2 separate regions of the Hordeum vulgare genome follow, and region 2 is linked to region 1. The links are chromatin contacts, called in public Hi-C maps. All regions are on one chromosome and are shown on one strand. Each heading gives the region's core, a stretch centred on a gene start, on an enhancer-like site or on the middle of the called end of the contact. The rest is flanking DNA. Distances are from core to core; before and after follow the strand shown. Region 1 has its middle 79 kb from the start of LOC123427571. Region 2 has its middle 43 kb from the start of LOC123430693.

Region 1 (4,396 bases), core at 915-3,414:
TGACTGCGGGATATATAAGGGTTTGGTTGTGGATCTGTCTAGGGTGAAACTCGGTAGGGCCAATTTATTTTGGTGGCAACAAATTTGAGTGTTAGGACTTAGCTATAATATTTTTGTGGGAGAATTCATTAGGGGTTTTGGTGGCTAACTTTAAGCACTTGAGCAACGAGGTCATCATGGATATCTCACCCTCTTTTAATAGCATTGGCTTTCCTATGGACTCAAATGTGATTACTCATAGAATGCAAAATGTAGAGTCTTGAAACTTGTTGCTAATAGGTGTCCCTTGCATCTAGGGGATCTCCTCACAATCCTTTGTCAATCCATTCACTCAACCTTTCCAGAAAATGCTTAGCAGAATCATTAGTTCAGTGAAATATATGTTGTTATTAATTACCAAAACCATATAGGGAGAAGTTGTGCTTTCAGCAGGACCGATCTCATCTCGCGCCCAGCAGCAGGAATGTGCTCGTCTCGCGCCCGGCAACAGGACCGAGCTCGGTTTGCATCCAAGGCTGCAGGACGAAGCGATGGAGGCCAATTTTGGCCGATCTATAGGGTATCGGCGGTGGGGGCCGCTCAGGGATGCAAAAGGCGGGACCTTTTCGCGCATCTCTTTGGTTGGGATAGCAGCGGGTCTAGGATAAGGTGGTGACAAGGCTTTGGACGCCGGGGCGGCGCCCCTGGTGGTTATAGTGCAACGCTCATGGGCAGAGCCCGTGGCTTAGTCCTGCCTGGTGCCCATGATCGTGTGGGTGGCGTGGTAGCCGGGGTGTGGCATTCGGTGGCGGTGTGTGTTGGTAGGGGTGGAAACCTGTGCTATCTTCGGACGGACCGACAGGGGCAATGCTCGTTCTCTTCTGGAAGGCATCGTCGCGGCTCTCATTGCCCATCGTGTTGCTCGAGGGGAAACTCTCATCCTTAGATCGGTGGTGGCGGCGCTCTGGTGTCGCTTCCTTCCTGAATGCACCGCATTGGAGTAGACGGTACGCCGTATGTATCCCCGTCGTGTTGCCCTTTGGCGCGTGAAGCGTCACCACGCTAGGCCGACCCATGTAGGTTCCTCTCCCTATGTTTTAATCCACAAAAAATGCACGAGTATTCTGTTGCTCGAAGCTATGTCTCGCTTTGGCGCATGAAGCGTACCCACACCAGGCCAGCCCATGTAGGTCCCTCTCCCTATGTGTTGGAGTAGACGGTACGTCGTATACGGCTCCATCTCTTAGTGTTAGGGGTGGTGTTGGTGCGCTCATCGTCTGTGTATCCTGCCTTGGGTATGTGTGTTGTGTTGGCGTATGTTTATACCCGCCTATTGCTGATTGTTGCTTTATATATAAAGCGAGATGAAAGCCTTTTTCTATAAATATATTTTTTATAAATGTATTTTTTTTAAGGAAAATAGAATAATGGTCCGTGGCCTCTCGTCAGCAACGCGATGGGCCAGCAATATGGATGTCGCCTTCAGCGAGACTTCCACGCATCTTGGTGTAGGCGAGACATATCCTCGCGTGGAACCTCCCTCATCGATACACGCTTCTCTAACCACCACGCCACCAAGCAGGTTCCGGTAAATAACAACATTTTTTTGTAGTAGTCTTTCTTTTTGTCTTTTTCTTTTTTCTTTTTCTTTTTTTTTCTTTTTTTCTTTGACCTGGTTCAACATTTTTTTTGCAAATACGTGAACTTCTTATTCAAATTAATGAACTATTTTTTGAAATTCCACAAACTTTTAAAATTTGATGAACTTTTTCTATTTTTTGTAGCCTTTTTAAAAATTCATTTTTTCCAAAATGATGAACTTTACTTCAAATTTGATACAGTAGATGAATATTTTCAAATTCACATTTTTTTATTCAAGTAAAAAAAGACTATGTGATACAGTAGGTCAAACTATGCAATAAATAGTACTGCCTCATTGTTCTTATATGGTTAGAGCTACTATGGGTTACAACACTCGAGTAGGTGTAGTGGTTAGTCGAATTACTCTTGAATGTAATGATCTGAGTTCGAGTCAATAGCTTGAGTATTTATGCTATTTTTCATGCTTTTATATGTCCCTGTGATGCGGGTTCCTGGCCCGGCCCATAACGTAGGGTGTGCGGGTGCCAACTACCTGTTCCAGCGCTTAAGGCACCGAACAGGAGTCCCCCTCGCTTTGTGCAAATGCTGGGATAATTCAATTCGCCACGCTTGGCGGCAAGCTGTCGCAGATTCGCACATGCGAGGGAGCCATCTAGGCCAGCCCATGTAGGTGTGTTTAAGGTTCCCGATTTTGGGAACTTCTCAGCCATTTTTTTTACAGTTTTGTGAAACTTCTAGAAGGTTCCTGAATTGGATTTTTTTTGTTCGGTTTCACTTTTTTTTCTCTGTTTCTTTTTTTCCTATTCTGCTTATTTCCTTTCCTTTTTTCGTTTTTTGGTTATTTTTTATTTCCTTTTTTCTATTCCCTTCATTTCAATTTTTCTTTCTCAAAATTACCTTTCTTTTTGGAAAATGTTTTTAAGGCTACTTTGTTTTTTAAAACTAAGATCATGTTCAAGAACTATTTATAACTTCAAAAAAAAATTGGGATTCTCCGAAAATGTTCGGCATTTCCAAAACAAATTCTCGCTTTCAAAAAATGTGTTCGTTTTACTTTTACTGTTCCATTTGTTGATATTTTCAATTTGTTTTAATTTAATGAAATATTCTCATGTTTAAAAAAAATTATTCACAATTTATATTAAAATGTTTGTGCTAAAAAAATAATCTGGAAATACCAAAAATGTACTGGCTTTAAAAATGTGTTCATATTTAAAAAATGTTTGTGTTTCAAAAATTGTTCTCATATTAAAAAAACTGCAGGGTTTTTAAAATTTTCCGTAATTTGAAAAAAAAGATAGATTAGTAAATTGTTTTTATTTCAAGAAAAAAATATTTATTTCATAAAAATATTTATGTTTCAAAAATGGTTCTCCCTTTCAAAAAAAATAGTGGTTTTCATAAAATGTTTGTGTTTCAAAAGTGTGCAGGAAATAAGTAAAATATCTTTTTTATAATTTTTCAAAATTTAAATTCATGAAAGCATTCTACGAAACACCCAAACAAATTTTAAAGCACGAACATATTTTGAAATGCTGAACAGTTTTTGAAAATTCTGAACATTTCTTGAAGTTATGATTACTTTCTGAGCTTCTTATTCTTTTTTTTTGAAAAAAATGAAATTTTCAAGAACAAGAAAGTGGGGGAGAAGTAATTAAAAATAAATAGGAAATAAAATAAATAACAAAAAAAAATAGAAGCAAATCTGAAAACGCTACAAAAATAATCATTCGGTCTGTGTGAAGCTGCGCCAGCTTGCCGCAACGTGGGGCAAATAGGAGATTCCCAAATGGTCTTTGCGTGTTGCGTGAAATTCCGTTCCCTTACTTCCGCTACAAGCTACTGGGCGAACCCTTTTCATATGTTTTTGTTTTCATTTGTTGTGTCTCATTCGAGTTCCCTGAGTTTCTTCTGTTTTTTTGTGTGTGGATATTTTGTTGTTCTTGTTTTGTTTTGTATTGCTTCATTTCTTTATGTCGTCACCGAATTTTCTTATTTTATTTATTTTCTCGGTTTCTAATTTTTTCCTCGGGTTTATTCTTTTGAACTCTTTTTCTCTGCTTTTTTCTTTTCCTTTTTTTGGTTTTTTTAGTTTTTCTTTGGTTTTTTAGTTTTTTGTAGTTTTCATCAGTTTTCTTCGTTTTTCTTTGGTTTTGGTTTGTTTTTCTTCGTTTGTCATGATTGTCTTAGGGTTTTTCGTTTTCTTCACTTATGAATTGCTTATTTCCTTCGTTCCTTTAATTTTAACCGTCATTCCTCATTTTTTCTTTGGTAGAGGTTTAGATTTTCATACACATTTATAAATTTTACATATATCATCATGAACATTGTTTCTATACATGTTTAACATTATCATTTCATAAAATATATGATTTATGAGTAATTTCAATAGACATTGTGTGTTTTAGCTATATATTAGGATTTTTGATACATGTACAGATTTCTTTATACAAATCAACATTTTGTAAATTTCAGTGTTTATGTCCTATTTTTTATATACATTCTATATTTTTTGTATACATCGAAATGTTTTTATGTACATGCTTAACATTTTCTATAGATGATTACCATTTTTAAAATGCTTGTGCTCGATGCATACTTTTGTCATACACATTCTACATTTAAGGTATACATAAGGAACATTTTCTTATGAAAGTTTTGTTTGTGCTTTATATGATTAATTTGATGGAAAAAAAGCAAAGAAGGTCCATCCCAAGTGACAAAAGGAAAAAACATAGAAACAGTGCACGGCCCACTTGTGACGGGCCAAAGAAATATGGGATGACCCAATTCTGCTGTATTGCGGGTTCAGTAG
Region 2 (4,396 bases), core at 729-3,228, 54 kb after region 1:
AATTAACTATCCCTTCTGCTTTTAGATTTCAAGGAAGAAACTTGCCAAAAAAATCTTTACAAGAAAGAGACATGCATATATGTGTGTACTCATCATAATACACACGTAACACGTGACAGGCACACACTCGCACCAGTGCGCCCCTCATCACAATTATTACTAGAACTCATCTCATTTTTCTTTTGAGGCAAACTAGTCAAGTTTTTACACTGTTCTGACCTTCTCAACAATCTTTAGCATAAACTGAACTCGATCTGAAAGTATTTTACGATCTGACCGTTTTAAAAACGTCACAATCCGTGGCGTTGGTGCTGCACATAGAAACACCTGTCCAGTTAGACGTTTCTGTTCTACATTCAGACGCCGAACGAGTTTACGTTGCACACCAGTCTAAAAACGCCATGTGGTTTGGCGTTGCCAGCCAGGCTGGAAACACCATGAGGATTGGCGTTGCCAGCCGGGTTGCTTTTTCCCTCGAGTAGCCCCCGGATGCTGTTGCATGCATGCAGTGTCATACTGTACCTTTTCTGCATGGGATGGGCGACGGGTTGCTTTTGCCCTCGAGTGGCTTGGCCATTAGCGAGTGTAGGATAACCCACCAACGTTTTGGCTTGCTCGACGACACCGGGTCAAGTCTGGCTGGCAACGCCAATCCCCATGGCGTTTCCAGCCTGGCTGGCAACGTCAAACCCCATGGCGTTTTTAGACTGGTCTGCAACGTAAGCTCGTTCAGCGTTTGAATGTAGAGCAGAAACGTCTAATTGGACAAGCGTTTCTATGTGCAGCAGCAACGTCACGGATTGTGGCGTTTCTAAAAGGATCAGATCGTGAAATACTTTCAGATCGAGTTTAGTCTGTGCTAAAGATTGTTGAAAGGGTCAAAACAGTGTAAAAGTCCGAACTATTTCCACAGTAGCAACAATAATAGTACGTGTACTATGCGGAGTTGTCCATTATCCAAAGGAACACCCTCGAGAGAAAAAGGAAAACTCGGACTTTTGATTTCTGTATCTAGTTGACTAAGCGAGTAAAGTTAGAGGGCTAGATTCCAAAGTTCAAAAGAGCAGCACCCCCTGTTTCCGGAGGACGCCGCAGCAGTGCAACGCCATGCTTTTTCCAAAACGTGGGCCGGGCGGGAAGACATGCACTCTCGTGCACGTAATGAAGCGTGGACTGTGGTGCGGCCCGCACCCTCCCCACCCCTTCTGACCCGTCGCAGGTGCCGCAACCACCTCGACCGTCCCCAGAACAAAGGGCGTGAACTGTTCTTGCCCAAAGTCGAAAGTCACTCCGGCGTGTCCCTTACTATAGCTGAGTAGCCTCACGATCCCTACCCTAGTTACCACCAACGTTGTCACGAGCTGACCTCGCGACAGTGCCGCTGCATACATGCATGGCACCGGTAACAACCGGCTGGCGGCCGGTCACACGCGACCAGTTACCGCACGCGACATGTCCTGTGGCACGGAATCGCCATTACCCGGTTGTTGCCCGCGCGCACCGCCTGTGCGCGGCCACGCCCCCGCGCGCGCGAGCTAGAGCTGTCCATCGCACCGCACGCGGTAGACAGAGCGCCGGGTCGTGGCATGCCTTGGTTCCACGTACCCGTCTCCCCGTTCCTCCATCTCGCGCACGCAACCGCGACGAGGAGCGACAGCGGAAGCAAAACACGCTCGATTCCGGGGAATACCGCGCGATGGCCCCGGGGGACCGGGAGGGCGCACCGGCTCTTGATCGCCGCGGCGCTATGTGTCCGACCACATCCTAATAAACATACTCCGTTTATGTCAATTATTTGCGGGGCGGGCTAGGCCATGGTTAAAACGTGTGAAAGGGAAATAGCGGCCGCGTCCGCGTGTGCATGCACGTTGGCGTCGAAGGCTTGGGGAGCGTTCTTGCTGGCGGTGGCGTGGGGCATACCTCGGCCGGTCCGGCCGGCAAGTTACTTATGGGCGGCCAGCACTGCCGCTCGCGCGGTGCCGGCAAGGCCACATGCTGGCTGGACGCGCGCATGCACGCCCACTCCCCCGCTTCGTGCCAAGGCTTACAGGTGGAAGTACTACTACTTCAGTAGGGCAAGGAACAGGGACCGAACTACGCCGCGCACGGCGTGCATGGTTTTCGCGTGACGGGACCGGATGCATCGAACTGTCGCGGGGTCGTATGACCTGCCAGTTCCAACGCGGGCAACTAATCAACGCTTCGGGTTCAACAGGAATTTTACTGTACTACTCCATTCATTACATAATATAAAAACGTTTTTTGCAGGAAATATAAGAACGGTTTTTATACTATATTATGGGACAGGGGAAGTACCTTTCAAAGAAAGAAAAAACTGTACTAGTAGTTGCGTTTTTTACTTCTTTTTTTAAAATTGTTGTGTTTGTAGTATCGTTTTCTTTTTTGAGTAACTTTTGTTACAAGATTTTTTCAGTACCGGTTGTTTGCGCCAAATGTATCTAGACCCATGTCGGGTTCAACTGGTCTTGGTCTTTAATCTTTAGTCTTAGAATGCATGCAGTTGTGCAAACCAACCCGTGGTTAGATGGTTAGGAGGACTGTGGCGAAGGCGTCAGTGGCGACTTCGTCAATCTCAAGATGATGTGCCGGCTTAGTCTCTCGAAGGTGCTCATAAGGGTAGGGTGTGCGTGTGTGCGTTCATAGGGGTGAGTGTACGCTCGTGTATGTGAGCGACTTCGATTGTACTCTGTTCAAAAAAAAAGAATGCATGCAGTTGTACCGCTGTTCGACAAGAAGAAGAAAAACAGAAACATTCCTCCATGCAGCTTGCCCGCAAAAGGAGCTAATATTCGACGATACTACCACCCAGATACTCTCATGCTATCCATTGGAAAAAATCCAATTTAAATAGAATTCAAAAACTTTCAATAAAATTTATGAATGTTCACAATACATGTGTGTACAAACCCTACAAAATCCATATCCAAACTCAAGATACACGTACATAAATAAATCAGTTTCAGCATGAATAATGGCAATAAAGAAAAAACATGATTAGTGTGAAAAAATAATGTGCTATCTAAAATAGCGCGGCCCTTCTCCAAATGTTATACAAGTTATAGCATGCTATAGCATGCTATATTCAAAATAGCGTATAAAAATGTCAAATATATCCCTGAAATTAAGGATTTCAACATCTATCTTATGTTTTTCAGGAGCTATACATGCATAAGTTGTTAAGATGAACAACAACAACAATAAAACACAGAATGTTTTAAAATGAACTAGATGGAGAAACATAGCAATACAACAGTTCATATGGCCACATACATAAGTACTTGTCCAAAAGTGAACAACAACAACCAACAAGACAACAATAATACAACATAGCAGTTTGGTGATGAACTAGCCAACACGGCAACAAGCCAACAGGTCAACAATACAACATAGCGGCAACATAGGAATCAGTCAGAATGACTCTCATTGGATGAACCAGATGGTGAATGCATGGTATCATCTTTCGATGATGAAGAAGAAGAAGCTCATTTCAGGTCATCTTCACGAAAAACAGGGAGCAATTTCTTCGTTGAAAATTACACTACTCACATAGGGATTTATCCGTTTCTCAATGTGTATACTAAATATGGATCTGATTTTTGTAAGAGTTGTAGACACATGTGTTGAGAACATTCATGATTTTCTAGAATTATTTGATAAATTCTATTGGAATTTGATGAATTGTATCATGCGAGAATCTAAGTGGTGCCATCACCCGATATTCCCCAACAAATTTCAAGGCGGGAGGGAAAATTTGGAGCGTGTGCCACGTGCGTAGTTCCCACAGGACCTATGGGTTCATAGTAGTAGCTAGATCTCTCTCTCTCTCTCTCTCTCTGTGTGTGAGAGAGAGAGAGTGAGAGAGAGAGAGAGAGAGAGAGAGAGAGAGAGAGAGAGATCTTGAATACAGTGATCTCTTCGGAGACCTATTTGATGTCATTTTTGCGGTGCATCTATTGGGATCCAATGAATTATGAGTTTATGAATAGATTATTTATTAAAAGTAATTGCATCTTTTTTGATCTATTGTGTGTAATTCGGTAGCTATGTATGTTTTCTGATCTATAAGTTTTCTTTAGCCAAGTAAACGAGTAGATCTTGCGGCAGTGTGGTGTATAATAGAGGGTTCAATCTTGCAGTGTCCTTACTTTGTGACGGGAAGGGTTGCAAAGCACATTTTGTATTGTTTCCACTAAGGATAAAATGACCGGATCTGAACATATTAATTGATCTTATATTGTCTTCATTATGTCATCTTGCTCCAAGTATTACTTTATTTGTTAAGAACTTAATACCTTGTGATGCATGCTCGTTAGCGGTCAAGGGGTGGAGCAATAGTAGTGGGCGTCAATAAGTTTAATGGACGACTTATCACACA

The links. Hi-C and Micro-C count contacts between places; a contact is called where the count stands out from the background.
Region 2: a contact with region 1 is called in a Hi-C map of leaf, with 2.0 times the contacts expected there. The contact joins two enhancer-like sites. A contact is called at or near these places in 3 of 6 Hi-C or Micro-C datasets (all in leaf).

What each region holds. Positions count from the first base shown.
Region 1 is chr2H:596,530,922-596,535,317 of MorexV3_pseudomolecules_assembly, forward strand. No RefSeq gene overlaps it. Among protein-coding and RNA genes, the nearest start is that of LOC123427571, 79 kb to the left of the region's middle. Within about 2 kb of position 2,165, at least 3 of the 3 cell types and tissues checked have open chromatin away from gene starts, as enhancers often do. A contact at or near this core is called in leaf, where this site is marked.
Region 2 is chr2H:596,585,038-596,589,433 of MorexV3_pseudomolecules_assembly, forward strand. No RefSeq gene overlaps it. Among protein-coding and RNA genes, the nearest start is that of LOC123430693, 43 kb to the right of the region's middle. Within about 2 kb of position 1,979, at least 3 of the 3 cell types and tissues checked have open chromatin away from gene starts, as enhancers often do. A contact at or near this core is called in leaf, where this site is marked.